Linked DNA regions of Gossypium hirsutum: region 2 is linked to region 1. Evidence: chromatin contacts called from public Hi-C data. All regions are on one chromosome and are shown on one strand. The core of a region is the stretch at or near the end of the contact, and the rest is flanking DNA. Distances in the headings are between cores, read along the strand shown. Region 1 overlaps LOC121223324 (putative lysine-specific demethylase JMJ16). Region 2 holds the start of LOC107926832 (phosphoenolpyruvate carboxylase kinase 1).

Region 1 (3,775 bases), core at 322-2,821:
TCACATTATCACTATTTACCTTTTTATAACATATTAACATATATTTTTATTCAAAGCAAGAATTATGTTATAACGCTTAAATTCTCAAAATATATCACAATTTCATTTTTATAAGTTTCAAGATAAAACTCACCACCTTTCAAAAAAAAAAAGAGATAAATTTCATTAATATTATTAATTTCTTTCATTTTTTCTTAACATATCAAGACTTACTTAATCATATATTAGCACACATAATACTTTTAATCACTCATTTCACAATTTATCCAAACACAAATTTATGATATTAAAGATAAAGTTAGTGTTAATTGATTCTTAGCTCGATTGGCATGGACATTGTTACCAATGTAGGAGGACATGGGTTCAAATGCATTGAAATGCATTATCTTCCTATTTATGGATTTTTTTTCTCAAAAAATAAAAAATACAACAAAATATCAATACCCAAGCTTATTAGTTTTCTCACAACAAAAATCCCAAATGTAGAAAGTAGGAATGATAGAAACATAATTTCTTATCTTATTTGAAGTTTCCTTTCACTACTTTTAGTTTTCTCTCATTAAACTCATGAAACCTTGAGCTTGGATGAAAAAGATATGGTGGAAATGAGTCTAGGAAGTGATTTTCTAAGTGACTTTAACCAGAAATCAAAATTTGGGTGTTGGAAATTAACTTGATTTTGAGAAAAAGCAAGAAAAAGAAGAGGGAAATTTTCCATTGCACAAGAGAGGAGGTCAACTTGTAGAGGCGAAAGGATTTTTTTTTTTTACCTTAAAAGTAATCCAAGTCAAAGTTGGTCAAAGTCCAAATAAAATTTGTGTAATCCACATTTACTCACCATGTTATCAACACATCCAATGGCACAAATTTAATCCGAACCATATAGAATCTCCACTTAAAATATTACTAACAAAAATTTCTTGTGAAATAACTAAAATACCCTTATACGAAAATTTTACACTTCAACCGTTTTTTATCACTTATTACACTTTCTTCACATTAAACTTAAGACATAATATATCCAAACTTCATAAATCATAATTATTCTTTAGCATAAGTCCACAATGATAAAAATTAAACTTATTTTCTCTTCATGGAAAAATTATTGTTTGATCCTTATACTTTTAAATCTTATCCAATTTAGTTCAAATGTGATCCTCATCATATCACTACATATTCCACATCGTTCCCATGTCAAATAATCATTATTAATTCACATTTTCTCAATTTGATAAAATTGCAACTCTTTCCATCTCGAATATGAAATTAATTCCTCGGTCTCTCTTTTAGTTAAACTTATTTTCAACGATACCAAATGTTGTATTGAAAATTTGGGATATTACAGTCTATTTGCATCGGTAGTCTGTGATTTCTATAGAAGAATCGGTCAGAAAGACACTACAATGGCAAAGAGTTGAAACAGAGAAAGAACGAAAGAATACAAGAAAAGAGAAGTGAGAGAAACAAAAGAACAGGATTTGGTAAGGTGTTTGATCCTCGTGCAACTTAGCCTCTCACCTCAATTGACTAGGTCAACACTTCTGGAGTATCCCGGAACATTTCGGCAGCCCCTTAACTCATTCTTGCACGCACACCATTCCGGACTTGTAGCACCAAGAATGGCCTTACTCAGGCAGACCGTGACACATGCTGCAGATTGGTTTTGAAAAAGAGGTAGACATGATCTAATGTAAAACTAAAATAACTTTAGCGAGAAATACAATAATTATGTTTTTACCTTATGTCAGAACTGAATCCAGACTGCTGATCCTTTGGCCCATATTCAACCTTTTTTTTAATGAAATAAGTGAAATTAAAGTGGTTTTAAGCGAAAATGCAGAATTGCACTGTGGTAGCCGCTGAAGATTGGAGGCCAACATGACATTAGGTGGTTTCGAAAATCAACCAGTTGAACTTTCAGAAGGCATTTTTCTTTCTTATGCTACAAAAATCAGTCAGTATGCAAAAATCCCACCGGAAAATAACCTACTCTTATCACTCTTCTTCTACCTGAAAGAATGGTGGATTGAATGGAGGCTGTACGTGCAGTGTGAAGGCAGGATATCGATATTTACAGAATTACAGTGACGAAAAATGTGGGATATATGGACTCGGATTTTGAATCCGAATCACCAAAAAAAAAAAATTTCAATCATGTAGGTCGACGACTGCGAATCTCCTCCTTAAGTAGTTGAGCCACACGGTCTACATCCTTGGGAGACCTTTTGTCACTTAATATGCTACAAAGTGAGCTTAATTCTTCAGAGCTTGCCTTCTTGAATAAACCTAGTAGTGTGTCGACTTCACCGGGCAGGCATTTGTTCTGAGGAGCCCCTGCATTATTTTGTTCCCCAGATGTTCTAAGAAAGTTGCCACCATTACCAGGGGTATGAGAATGTTGTAGGAACTGCACTTGAAGCCGAGAGTAAGGCCGAGAGTCCCAATACTCCATACAAACTCGATTGCGATCCATTGCCTCAACGGCCTGGTTTATGTTTAAACCATACGAGAAATGAGTTTTTACTTCAAATGTCAGAGTTAAGCATTTACCATGAAATCAAACCGTTAAGCCATTAAGAATAGTCAATACAAAAAGGGAGAGGGGAGAAACAGTTCAAATAAACTAGTTGACCAACATTTTTCATATCATAATGTAAAAACTAATTTACCTGCACAATTTCTGGTGAAGAAAAACCAAACATCTCAAAGCCATCAAGGCTGCCGGGAGGCTGCAATGGAGGGAGGTTGGTCCTTCCTAGTCTATGTTGTTTCGTTATCTCTTGATTCACTTTCTCCCTCACCATCTCCCAGCATCTGGCAGCTGAAACATGAACAAATACTTCACTGGGACAGTGCTCCACAGATACCTGAAACCAAATCAACATTTAAGGCCATGCATGCTTAAAGAACAATACATTTCAGGCCATTATTTGCCCATTTTGCTCTAACCAAAGATAAAATCAAAACTAAGTTGGAAAATAACTTTTGAAATAGAAGTTAAAATTCATCAGATGAAAAGATGACAGCAAGCACTCCAAATGGTATTTGTTTAGAAAGTTATACTATTATCTAAAACAATTAAGTCTGCTGGAGAACAAGAGGAGTGATTTGTTTCCTATAGATCAGATGGCAAGATTCAGTCAATTCTGCCTAACAATCAAATATCATTAAGATACATAGCATACATAAACTACTTTCTTGCTCTCTGTAAAGATCAACACAATGAACATCAGAGACAAATAATTCGGGAACGAAGATAAATCTGTCCGTGTCTACTATGAGTTCCCAAAATCATGAAGGCAGACGAGTAAGAACAACATTTTCAGGTAAGAGATAAAATGTAGTAAAAACATAACATTTTTTCAGGTAAGAGATAAAAATATCCAATTAATAAGATAGTGGTACAAAAACATAGTTGATACCATAAAATTTTCAATTACCATGAACAGAGGTGCATCCCTCTCTGCATCCAAAATTTCTGAGACATAGTATGCCATATTTGTTGGATCTAAAACACTAATATACCTAACCCGGCTCTTAAATCCTGCATTGATTAGAATAACCAAGTAAATACATCTAGCTAGTATACTTAGCATATTGACATGCATCGGCCTTAGTAAACACCAATGCAACTAACCTTTTGGGAAAATGGCCTGGCTGTTACACCATAATTTCCCAGAGAGCACAACTCCAAATTCCAGAGGCTCAACATTACAGTTGATCCTACGCACTACCTTAGCAATGCGAGGACCTTTCTGCCGGACATTTCTGTCAA
Region 2 (3,775 bases), core at 453-2,952, 150 kb before region 1:
CTTATTTTTATGTATATTAATATATGAAAAGAAGAGGCTTTTCTCACTTCCTTCGTACTTTCATTAATAAAAAAACACAAGTACAGGAGGTCGAGTCTCAACTTACTGTTTTTATCTATGTACACTCTATATGCTTAGTTCTTAAAAACATTAACCAAAAACAAAAACAAAAAACCAAAAAAGATATTAATAAAGACTGGTAGGTTGATTATGGTGGTTGGTTTGGACCCCCCCATGTGATGAAACTCTGCTCTCTTGTGTATAACTTCCATGGCCTTGCAAAACGGGAAGCTTTGCTTGATTTTGACTTTTGCTTTGTAGAGATGATTACTTGGGGGACCCTTCTTATGGGGATTCTTGATATGCAGACAGTGCCTAATATTTACATTGATAAGCTCTCTTCTTTTTCTTTTTCTTTTTTTTTTTGGGGGGGGGAGGGGGAGGGGAAGGGGAAGGAGGCGAGGGGGAGGGGGTGTTCCTAATAAGCTCTTATTTATGCTCTTTCCAATGCTTTGATTAAATCAGTCCATTGAAATTGTTTCCCCTCCATTCAAGATCCATGGGTGCCCTGCATTTCATAACAAGCAAATTTCAATAAACCAAGATCAACCCAAATTGCCAATTGATTTCAATATGTAAAAAGCCCCAAACAAAGAGATTAAAATGAAGAGAGAAAATAAAAGAACTTACTCAGGACTTGTTCAGCAGACCATCTCCTGGAAACATCTCTGCAAATCATCTTCCTCAACAAGTCCTTAACCTCAGCAGAGACTGACCTGAAAATCCTAGATGGAAACCTTAAATTCCCTCTCAGAACAGCCTCGAAAATCTCCTCCGCCGTTTCACCGTAAAACGGTGGAACACCGGCTAACATAACGTACAAAACCACACCCGCACTCCACACATCAGCCTTCTCATTGTAAGCCCTACCCATCACAACTTCCGGCGCTACATAATAAGGCGTACCCACCAACCCATCGGCGGTCCCAACTTCCCCTAACCATGTGGAAGACCCGAAATCCCCAATCTTCAAATTACCTCTGAAGTCGAAAAAAATGTTATCAGGTTTAATATCTCTATGAACGATCCCAAACCTGTGACAATGAGCCAAACCCAACATAAGCTGTTGCATGTAAGCCGCGGCTTTAGGTTCAGACATATCGGGTTCCAGAATCTTGTCGTAGAGGGTAAAAGGCTGGCAGAGATCGATGATGAGTTGAAGGGTATCATCGGATTCAAACATGTCGTAGATTTGAACGATGTTGGAGTGAGGAGACAAAAGGGTCATGATTTTGGGTTCGTTCTCCAGACATTCTCGATCGGTGGGGTCGGAAAGGAGGCGTTTGTCGATGGATTTACAGGCGAAGGAGGATTGGGTTGAAGGGCAAAACACTCGAGAGATAACCCCAAACCGCCCTCTTCCGATCTCTTCACATAATTGGTACTTGTTCTTCAATGTTTCACTCAACATTTTAGGGAGCTTTTTATGATCTGGGTTTTCTGTTTTGGTCGATTTTTAAGGGGGGACTTTTCTTTTCTTTTCTTTTTCTTGATTTGGTTTAGGGAGTTAAGAAGGGGGACGGGGGGATTTATAGAGAGAAAGGAACGGAATAGAAGAGAGGAATATTCGGTGGGTTAGGAGGAAAAGCAGTTAAGACACAACACGTTTGTTTAAGGACTGAATAGCAATTCCCCTAAAAATATTGTATTTTATAACATATAATTCTAAAATTTTATACTTGAACCCCAAAAAATAAGCTATAAAAAGGGGGGAAATACAACTTGACTTTGTGAAGAGAAAGACCAAATATTTGGTTTTTAACAGGCATATGTTTGAATTTTGTTTAAATATTCTATAAGACAACTATTTTATTGGTAGAAGGGGGAGTGAAGCAAAAACTATTTTAACAGAATCTAGAAACAATTATTTATTTTAAGAATTTCTTATTTTTAATATTTTGGTTTTTTTTTATCGATTGAGTTTTAACTCGATTGATATCGGTATTATTGCCAGCGTAGGAGGACGTAGGTTTGAGTGTGCTAAAGCGCATTATACTCCTATTTAAGGATTGAGGAGGGAGGATGGATAGTTTTAGGCATTGTATCAAAAATAATAGATATGATAAGAATCTATAATGAGATTGATATTAAAAAAAAGGGTAAATTACACCAACAGTCACTCAACTTTTATGTAACTGACAAAACAGTCACTCTGGTTTCAATTCAATGACTCAACTTTCGAAAAATGATAATCGTTCACAAACGTTATCGAAAAGTGACAAACCAGTCACCCACTAACATTTTCTGTTACAAACCTAACAGGACAATTGACGTGGCCAGTTAACTAGCTGACACGGCCAGTTAACTGGCCGTATTGGATATGTCCACGATGAAAACCCACCCAATTTAAGAAGAAATTAAAAAAAACCCTAATAGCAGTAGCAACAGAAAAAGAAGAAGAAGAAAAAGAGAAGATACTGTAAAATCCACAAACACAGTTCTCTTTTCATTGCATCTGACTTAAACTATAACGCCCCAAAATTTGAATGTTTGACTAAGAAATACTAGCTTAGTTAAATCTATGTATCTGTGACTATGTGCTCTGTGTCTATGCTTGAGGTCAGAGGTTCGATTCGTACTTTTAGAAGTTTTTGCTATTTATTTTAATGTAACACTCAAAACTTGGGCTAGAAGTTTAAGCTGAATCTGGACGAGTTACACCAATGTATTGAAAACTGATTTCAACAATTACCCAGAAAACATTCAAAACTTTACTTGATTCGTGGTAGAAAATATTTTTAGAGTTTAACATTGAAAATTGAAAAAAAAATTCGACTTGAGTGGTTTTATAGTTTCACGTTAAAAATCATCAACTACTAACGAATTTAGCAAAAACCAAGACGAGTTCAAAAATAGACTACAAACCCAAAAGATTAAAATCACTTTTACATTATTGCAAAACAATCCGAGCTCCCACCTGTCGTCCGGTCTTAAGTCAGAGACTTACCTGAACATACAAAGATAAAACCAAAATGTGAGCTATAAAGCCCAATGTATAACCAACGTCAACTATAGTTAACAAAACATAGTATATAAATCAGAGTAAACACATCGAACTTAATAGTAAGTGTAATATAACAGAACAACACAACGCAGCCAGAACATGATAGAGCAGAACGTAACAGAGCAGAATAGAATTTAATAGAATTGTGCAGAGGATGTGTGTTATGTAGATGCGGTATTTTTCAAACAGATCAAAATGCAAATTTATCAGAAAACATCCTACCCAACTCCGCTATACACCAAAATAGAGTTCCCCCAGAACTCGTCAAGCCAAATCACACTAACAGGTAATTGTAGACAATGCCACCAGAATTTTGCAATTAAAACTGCTAGATCGGATACATGTTGTCAAGCCACTAAATTGCAGCCAAGCTGCCAGAACAGAAACGTGGATAGACCACTAGATAATGCAGATAATCAAACTGCCATAAACTTCCTCCTTTCATATCATCCCAAGTCTCATACAATGTGTCATGGCATGCATATACAAAAGCATAGTGATAAGCATGTAAGTCATAGTATTGTATAGTAACAGAGTTAGTAGGCATGGGAGTTCATGCGCTATAAAACAGATTTATCGAAACTTAACAAATAATAATAGATTTTCCATGAAGTCACATGTATAGTTATAGATCAGAATCAGTGCAATAAATTCTACATATTCGGATATCACATGTTCTTAAGCAATAGAATCACGTAAAGACGTACCGAT

The links. A called contact is a pair of places that touch in the nucleus more often than the background predicts.
Region 2: a contact with region 1 is called in a Hi-C map of leaf, with 4 times the contacts expected there. The contact joins the promoter of LOC107926832 here to the enhancer-like site in region 1. A contact is called at or near these places in 4 of 34 Hi-C or Micro-C datasets (all in leaf).

What each region holds. Positions count from the first base shown.
Region 1 is chrD11:57,239,262-57,243,036 of Gossypium_hirsutum_v2.1, reverse strand. LOC121223324 (putative lysine-specific demethylase JMJ16) reads right to left here. Exons shown (of 13, transcript XM_041104562.1): 10 at 3,638-3,775; 11 at 3,441-3,544; 12 at 2,670-2,867; 13 at 1,916-2,485. The coding sequence ends at 2,153. Among protein-coding and RNA genes, the nearest start is that of LOC121223324, 9.9 kb to the right of the region's middle. Within about 2 kb of position 1,571, at least 3 of the 9 cell types and tissues checked have an H3K27ac peak or open chromatin away from gene starts, as enhancers often do. A contact at or near this core is called in leaf, where this site is marked.
Region 2 is chrD11:57,394,054-57,397,828 of Gossypium_hirsutum_v2.1, reverse strand. It overlaps LOC107926832 (phosphoenolpyruvate carboxylase kinase 1), which reads right to left and starts at 1,702. Exons shown (of 2, transcript XM_016857766.2): 1 at 691-1,702; 2 at 23-568. The coding sequence starts at 1,471. The coding sequence ends at 522.